2 separate regions of the Mus musculus genome follow, and region 2 is linked to region 1. The links are chromatin contacts, called in public HiChIP or PLAC-seq maps. All regions are on one chromosome and are shown on one strand. Each heading gives the region's core, a stretch centred on a gene start, on an enhancer-like site or on the middle of the called end of the contact. The rest is flanking DNA. Distances are from core to core; before and after follow the strand shown.

Region 1 (4,456 bases), core at 1,392-3,891:
AATGAGAAAAGACAGGTATTCAATCACCCTGACCCCAGAAAACGTAAGTGAAAAATGCAAAGTTGTGTAAGAGGGAGTCATGATGGATATGCAATTAGTATTGAGCATCTACACCTTGAGTGGGACCCTGTCTATTCACTGCCAGAAAGATTCCATCAATTTGCTTATTCGCATAAGACAACAATTTTCTCAAAGTATAAAATAATTATAAGCAGTTTACTTAGTTACCTGTGAGTATAATGTCTTCGTATATATACTCCTGAAAATATAATGGGGTTGTTTCTCAAGAAGCATACTCTAAGCTGAAAATATCATCAATTTAAAAATATAAATCTAACGTATCCCGTGTATCAAACACCGTATCTTGGCAACACAGTTAATGTGTAGAGTAACAGCTGTTTGTCCTGGTGGTCCTTGTGATCGAGTAGAAGTAATGGCTGCTGCTACCTTCCAGTGTCAGAGAATAACAGACTAAATGTTGCTAAGTTGAAGAAAGACCAAAAGTCATAATTTGATGCCTGATCTCTAATGTGTATCCATTGCTTGTGTATGATTCTACAATTGAAAAATTGTTAAGTCAAACCATCTCAAGTCAGAAAATGGCTATATTTATTATATATAGCCATGCTCCATAACAACAAAATGTTTACTAACAGTCTGCTAATGGTTTGATAGATTAAAGGAAGTGGCAACAGGAAACCTCCTCTGACTTGTTACATGCATGAGTTCTTTCATCCACTTCATTGGATGACGGAAGGAATGGCCTCGGAGCAGAAGAACATGGTATTAAAGTGTCCAATTTTACGGAGAAAGTAAAATCAAAGCATGTTCAGACTCTGGATTCAAGCTCTTACCTAAATTGCTTATTATGGTAATTATGAGAGTATACCCGAGCTACACTTCTGGATGGTTCCTCCTGTATTTTGCTCTTGGGTTGGTACTTTACCACCCCCCCCCCCGAAACCAGTACAGTTCAGAGACAGGAGATGAGAGACAGATTGCTATGTGATGGTACCCAAGGATAGGACAGTTGTGTTTGCCTATCTGTCCTTCCCACCAGGAATCTTCCACTTTATATTTGTTCTATTCTGAAGTTGTGCCTGAGGATAAGACACCATGAGAAACAGATGCACTGCTTACATGACCGTATATCTTAACTCAGCAATGGTCCTTTCTTTACACAGTGACCTAATATTTATTTACCTGGCAGATCAAATGTCATGTTTGCTGGCAGATATCATGAATCCAGGGGATATAGTACTAGTCAAGTCAATTCTCATAGAGACGGTGGGAGAAGGAAGAGGAAGGGATGGGTCCACCTGAAGATGGAAGGCCAAGGGTGAGCCCTTCTCAGGAGTCAGATATTTCAAGACAGGCCAAGGGAAAGGTGCCAGGTAGTTCAGCTAACTTAAGACTCGAGGGAGCCCGTATTGTTCCTCTCTGCCAGATAATAAAGGAAGAAAACATAAAACATTAAAAGGTATGTTATCTGTGAAATGCAACAGTCTGGGGGTGGGGTGTCGGCAAGAGATGGAAATATAATGGCTAAGAAGGTCAGGGTCACATCACCTCCATTTTCATCCTCACATAGCAATCTTAGGACTGTAATAACTAATTACTCTGAGGTTGGTGGATAGAACAACAGAAATCGATCTTCCCCCAACCAGGTGTCTGAAAGCCCCAAGTGGAGAAGCCGGTGCGTGGATGGTGTCCCGAGAGTACTGGAGAGAACTAATTGCTTCCATGATTTCCACATCAGTGATACCAGGGACCATGGGTGGTTATTGGCTTTCAGACAAACAAGGCCAGTGATTCCTCTGCTATGTATCTGTTTCTTTGTCTATCTTTTTATCACGACTTGGATTAAGGATCATCCCAATCAAGTCTGGCATAATCCCGACTTTTAGAAACATATATCTGTAATTAAAAGATAATTATTCCACTCCTCTTCCCGTTTCTCCTTCCAACTCCCCCAGTGTTCCCTGTCTTTCTCCTCTCCACGTCTCCCCACTCTCCAGCTCAAATTGATGCCAAATTGTTACATATACATGCATATATTATATACACGTGTAAATATACAAACCCAGCCTGCCGAGTCTGTTTTTCTTGCCCATGATTTCTGGAGCTGACAACTTTGTATCAGATAAACATTTAGAGGCAGCATCTTAACTCAACACATTTTTTTTTAATACATCCTAATCATACATAAGGTCAAATCTACAGATACTGAGGGTCAGGATGTTAACAAAAACGTTTACAAGAAGAGAATGCACCATAGGCCTTTATCTGACCCGCAAGGAACTTAATGTATTCTTAGAGATCACTATACCCAGGGCCTTCTCCCAATTCGAACAGGATCACTCATCAGAGTGGACATTTGGCTCAAGTAGGTAAATTAGGAAAACCCGACAGCTGTGATTATGAAACCAAATAGCTCCTTGATATTTCAGACCGCATCCTTATTACGCTCAGACAATATTCCTATTGCATTCTTCCATTTGGAGCTTTTCCAGCATCAGCATTCCCATAAAGTTTTCAGAGTTTCGCCCTTGGTAATGATCCAGCACTTGAGCACAACAGTAAGACTTTGGCCTGGAGACACAAAGGCTCCCTGTTAGGGTGGGGCGTGGCACCTCGGGAACACAGAAGGAAGCAATGAGCTAATCCCTGTGACAAAGGAAGCTGACCATCCAATCAAAGAGGGTCTTAAAAGACAGGAGTCCTTGTGTTTATGAGGTAGCTTTAGAGAGGTTCTGAACAGATCACAGCCTGGATAGTAACTAGATAGGTTTAAGGTGTAAATGTAGTTTCTGCTTCACTATTTTGCCATCTCAGGGGGTTTTGCCTTGTTTTTTTCTTTTAACTCCATCCACACCCAAATTCCAGATAGTGCAAAGAAACTAATTAACAGGCCAGTCACTGAATAAATAAAACTTAAGTTAACCATGGCATCTACTGAAAATGGGCCAATGTTAATGATCCTACACACCCATGCAAAACACAGTGAGTTTGTCCACTGCCATAAGCTCTCGGGACGCCCAAGAGAGTGAGTGGACAGTTTAGAACAAGCGCAAATAAAATGGAGATGCAACTGACATCAGAATCACCAATTGACAATGCAGTGCCATCGCACAAATTAGAGAACCTGAAAAACCTTAGAGGTCTAAGGGAGACAAGTGAACTCTTGAACTCTTGAAAATCAGATTTTTTTAAAGATCTGAAGGAAGCCACATGCTAAATAATAATACTTTAGAAACACAAGCTAACCACCAGCTTCCACCTTCAGCAAGACTGACCTATATTACTTTCAATTTATAGACTCATCTAGCTAAGACCACTGAGAATTAAGCTTTGTGCTGCTTTCTCTGCCTGCATTGTCAAAAAGAATGAAGAAACCCTGAGTACCTACTCCATGTTTCACAGTGCTTTAAAATCTGGCCATTCAAAAATAATCAGGCAAAACTCTTATACAGATACCACGTTAGCAAAAAAAGATAGGGAAGCAGATTGAAGCTTACAGTCAGGGTATGAGACAATTTGGGAGGAAGTTGGCTTTTTCCCTTACTACATAATAAATATCTTAAAATAAGAACTTCCTTTTCCAGATAAGGTTCTTGTAGCCCAGGCTAGCCTCCAACTCACTACATAGCTGCTGCGGGGAACCTTGAGTTCCTGATGTTTCTGTCTCCACCTTCCAAGTGTTGGAATTTCAAGTGTGCAAGAGTGTATCACCACTCTAGGCTTTTTAATATGTTCGAAGACAGACCTTAGTATGTGCTGGCAAGCCCTCTACCAACTGACCTGTGTCTCCAACACCACAAACTACCTTAGCAGGCAACAGTTTCTTCTTGGTTTCACTGGCCTTTTATAGACACTACAGAAATAAATACAAAGATGTGATAATGTGCTCGGTAAATTATATGAGACGCCTAGAAATGTTCATTAGCACAAGGTCGGAAATCTCAAAACTTTATTATTATTATTATTTGCTGCTAATAAGAACAAATGTGGAAAGTTGAAAAAGTCATACAGCTGTGGACAGACAAGGAAAAACATAAGACAGACACCACAACCATACATCATACTTATGGGGAAGAGAGTGCATACTTGTAATCCCAGCACCAGGAAAGGAAGAGAGCCAGCCTCCTGCAAGTTCAAAACTATTTTGTTCTGCACTACAAATTTCAGGGGCTACATACCAAGACCCTGTCTTAAAAACAAACCTACTTAAGCCAAGCGGTGGTGGTGCACAGCTTTAATCCCAGCACTTGGGAGGCAGAGACAGTCGGATTTCTGAGTTCGAGGCCAGCCTGGTCTACAAAGCGAGTTCCAGGACAGCCAGGGCTACACAGAGAAACCCTGTCTCAAAAAACAACAAAAAACAAAAAAACAAACAAAAAAAACCAAAAAAAAACCAAAATAATAAAATGAGCAGGTCCCCATATGCACGTTGCAC
Region 2 (4,456 bases), core at 1,293-3,792, 130 kb after region 1:
TGTCTGTTTTGACTCAGAGGATAAATCTGACTCTTCCTCTCGCAGAGAAGGAAGGCATCACAGAGGGCTCACACAGCGCCATAGCTGCACCTCTCATTGGAGGTGGCGGATGGTTCGTTTCCTGCCACTGGTGGCTTCCCACAATGCACTCCAAGAACTCAGTCCCTCACTGTAGCGACAGTTTGCATAAACTCACAGCGCAAAGTGTTACAAAGCAGATTTCAGGCAAGAGGAGAGCTGACCACAGGCTCAAACTAACTACCAGTCCCTAAGCAGCTTCCTTACCACAGAGAACCTGGCAGGCGAGTCCCAAATGGCGGGAGGAGGACTTCTGCCTTGGCTCTCCCTGCTGACTCCCAGCAGGGGCTGCATTCCCAGCCATCCCAACTCTGGTTTTAATGTGAAGTGCCTTTCCGTTCTCTTTCTTTGTCCTTGAGACCAGCACTGAACTCACTGAGGAAAAAGAGCCTAAGGGTTTACACCTGTGACCCAAACTTTCCATTCTATGCGAGGTTCTTTTTTTTTTTTTTTCCTGAAGCAAAACAATTCAGAGGAAGTTTCCAAACCACTGCTTTTCCTTAGGCCAATGGTCACCAACAGAGATGGCAGACAGAGCTTTGTAGTTTCGAAATATGACCCAAATTATGATTTTCACTACCCAGATTTCACCTCCACTTCTTTCTAAGTCTCTCCTGAGGCCATCGTTCCTTGGGTACTCAGAGAGAGCTAACACCACCAACATTGAAGCCTCTTAAGAAAATGGCTGAAGGTCGCCTGAGAGGACCAGCGGATGTCATTTCCTCTTGTCCCCTATATCCTGTTCTGTCACAGCTTACACGTAATACATTAGAAGAAAATTCATAGGAACAACTGAGTCTTGGATAGCTGCTTAGCTGCTTCAAAACAAAACAGTCAGGGGCATGGGTGAAGCCTCAAGGATACAGCATCTTCTACTGAAGTCCAGAACCCACAAGGAAGACAGCAGACATGACATCCTGCCTATGATACAAGAGCAGAGACAGGAGATGTCCAGGGCAAACTGGCTGGCTGGATTAGCACTCTGGCTACAGTGAGAGCCCGTTCATCCGAAGAACCTGGAGAGAGACACCCACTGTTAACCTCTAACCTTCGAAAGCAAGCACACGTGCATGGGTACTCACATATGCAAACAGACACACATGTATGAGCGCATATCACACACACACACACACACATACACAGGAAAGGTGGGAACATCAAGAAAAGGTAACAAAAACGATACACACAATCTATTAAGACAGAACTGAACATCTTAAATGAAAAGGAATGATATTCTCACCTGTATGGCTGCTACAACAGTGATACCAATAGGTATGCTAACACACCTATTGGGTATGATAACACTTGTCGTGGGACCCCACCCCTAGAGAAACAATTACAGGCAACTAAGGAATGCTGGGAACAGAAGAGAGTCTTCCCCCCAGAAGAGATCCCCAATCGGTTATCCAACACCAAGTGGTCAGTCCTGAAATCATATACATATAAGTAACACTAATGGTCTCAGCTCAGTAAGTTGTATCTATATAGCACAAGCAGACACACACACATACACACACACACGTACTCCTCACAGTTGTGTGCCTAAGTGTAATGTGTGTGTGTATGTATATGTGTGTGTTATACATATACACACATACACATGCAAACACATACACACACGCACGCACACACACTATATATATGTATATATATATATATATATGGCAAAATCAATAAATAAAAATGGTAGCTAGGAATGCTCAGTGGCAGAGTGATCCCCTGGCATGTGGTAGGTCTGAGTTCAGTATTGCAAACAAAATGTGTGTGTGTGTGTATGTGTGTGTGTGTGTGTGTGTGTGTACACTCGGTGGAAGAGGGGAGAAGGGGAGAGAAGGAGAGAGAGGTATAGAGGAGCAATGGCATGGAGCATGGGAAAGGTTAGAGGGAGAAAGAGAAAGCGGCAACAATATAACTATATCTTAAAATTTTAAAAATTGAAGGAAAAAAAAAAAAAGCCAGGTAGTGGTGGCATAGGTTTTTAATCTCAGCACTCTGGAGGTAGAGGCAGGAGGATTTTTGATTTCGAGGTCAGCCTGGTCTACAGAGCAAGTTCCAGGACAGTCAGGGAAGTGCAGTCTCTGCAAATGAAAGCAAACCAGCCAACAAGCAAACAACAACAACAACAAAAGGAGAGGGGGAGGAATGAAGAGTTTATTATTTCTGGCCCGACAATGAATGCTGCATGCACTCTAAGCCTCGCTGTGGATCTAGAAACAATGGAAGGTCATAAATTGTGCTAAGCTGTAATCTGTGTCAAAGGTGCAGGTATTAAACGCTGAGTCAGTTCCATGCTTTGTAGAGAGATAATACTTTATCCTCCCCGCCTACATATTCTCAGCAGCCAGCTAGGTCGGGAGAGAGACAGCTCAACAAGAACTGGAGACTGGGCTGGGGGAGATAGAACTACTTTCTCTTTCAAATTCCATTTTCAGCGTCCACACCTCAACCAGCTTCCTGTCTGCCTGTTTGAATGACTCACTTGTACGGGAACAAGGCAGGTGTCACTGGGCCAAATTTGAGGAGATGGAATGTGTACCTCTCCCAGCTCTGTTGCATAAGGAGTATTCTTGTGCAATCATCTTACAGAAACTTAGGATTGCTTTCCTGTTTCCTGCCGTAGTCTCTGATGCTTGCTTGCTTTTCTGTCCTTGCACAAATCCCTTGCTCTCTGGAAGAGATCAGTTGGCTTACAAAGAGCCAAGGGTGTGCTAGCGTGGTGAGTTTGGTAAGCAACAGAGAGTCTTCTCTGTTAAGATTTGATGTCAGTGTTGTAGAAAATGTATGAAGAAAAGGATAGAAGAGGGGCTATCCTAGGCTAAGACACTGTCTCTTTAAGCTCACGGAGGGGAGTGTAATGTTCCGTAAGTATTTCTAGTCTGTGTTCTTTGGTGGAACTTTAGTCCCCCCTCAGAAGGAAAAGCAATCTTTGGGAGACCACTAAAAGGTTACAGAGTAATTTACATTTAAATAGGTAATTACTGAACAAAATCGAAATATAAATCTAAAGGAATGATTATAATGGTCAAATTTGAGAGAGTCCCACCAGTGGAGAGGGCTTTCTCGGCACCTACCAAACCTTGTCCCTAAAGCAGGATGTGGGAGGAGGATGCCCTATCCCTTTAGAACTATAGGCTCTACATAAACACAACGTTCATGAACAACGAATCACCACCATGATATGAGTCCCCTTGGGTCCTCTTTCCAGTGGCCTCAGCATGGTGCCGATAGGTCTCCGACACCTCTCTAACATTGACCGATAGAGACAGGAAGCACCAAAATCAGAGACCTGATGGGTTATTTTGGCAGGATTTTATTCATGGCAAAATAACATACTGAGAAGGCTTAAAAACCTTCATGAATAAGGCTGGAGAGAGGGCTCAGTGGTTAAGGGCTCTTCCAGAGCACCCAGGTTCTGTTTCATATATATATCACACATGGCAACTTACAAATATCTATAACTCCAGTTCCAGGGGACCCAAGGATTACAAGATGGCTCTGGGAGTAAATGTGTTTACTACCAAGGCTGACAGCCTGAACTTGATTCTTAGGACTCACATGGCGGAAGGAAGAAAAAAAAAAATCAGACTCCTCTATGTTTCCAGCTGACAGCATGTATGTGTGTGTGTGTAATAATAATAAAGGATTCTAGGTTTCTATGAAAGAAATACTAGGTAAACATTATTAGTATCTATTTGAAATAAGTCAGTTAGGTAAACTCCGACACAAGTGGTACATGCAAGCAAGGACAACCCTGACAATCACAGACAGACATCTTGGACAGCTTTATTCACCCATGTACCTCCGTGAGCCACAAGCCAAATGTAAGATCCAGTCAGATTCTGTAGGAAGTGTAGGAAGAGGCAAGGCTGAGTGTTTCGACAGCAAAGTCCAGATGCAGGGCAAGGCGACTTCACATGGTATCTTTCCCAGGCAGAAGCAAGAGAAGCCAGAGACTCCCTACCCAAGCTCCTGTCCCTTGGCAAGGAGGCTGAATAGGATCCATTAAAGGTAATATAGATATTAAAAACGTACTAGGATTTTGTTTCTTCAGTGAGTTTATAATCCCTTTACAGCTATAGGAATATGACATTTGAGCCCCGACTTTCAAATGCAGTGCATATTCTTCTCTACTCATGATCTATGCATGCTTCATTTAACACTCAATACCACTCCTGTGTCTCTGCAGAACTGATAGCATGCAAAGCCATGGGACTTCCTTTTCCGAAAGCAGCATTATGTAAAACAGGGCTTAAAGTGTGTTGAGAAATTCGGGATCACAATTTTTAAAAAGGAAGAGAAATCATCATGGCCCTTTGTTTTGCCACAAAGAGCGTATCACCCACTTAAAAGAGAGAGAGAGAGAGAGAGAGAGAGAGAG

Evidence for each region. HiChIP or PLAC-seq counts read pairs in DNA pulled down with a chosen protein or histone mark.
Region 2: an HNF4G HiChIP or PLAC-seq map of pancreatic cancer cells shows a contact between it and region 1. The contact joins two enhancer-like sites. A contact is called at or near these places in 1 of 15 datasets of contacts at CTCF or cohesin (the NIH/3T3 cell line), 2 of 484 Hi-C or Micro-C datasets (epidermal suprabasal cells and pancreatic cancer cells) and 1 of 115 datasets of contacts at active chromatin or transcription factors (pancreatic cancer cells).

Annotation. Positions count from the first base shown.
Region 1 is chr17:62,554,825-62,559,280 of GRCm38.p6, forward strand. No RefSeq gene overlaps it. Among named protein-coding and RNA genes, the nearest start is that of Gm25800, 100 kb to the left of the region's middle. Within about 2 kb of position 2,642, at least 14 of the 459 cell types and tissues checked have an H3K27ac peak or open chromatin away from gene starts, as enhancers often do. A contact at or near this core is called in pancreatic cancer cells, where this site is marked.
Region 2 is chr17:62,685,074-62,689,529 of GRCm38.p6, forward strand. The region is part of intron 1 of Efna5 (ephrin A5); the gene reads right to left. Among named protein-coding and RNA genes, the nearest start is that of Gm52303, 91 kb to the right of the region's middle. Within about 2 kb of position 2,543, at least 90 of the 459 cell types and tissues checked have an H3K27ac peak or open chromatin away from gene starts, as enhancers often do. A contact at or near this core is called in pancreatic cancer cells, where this site is marked.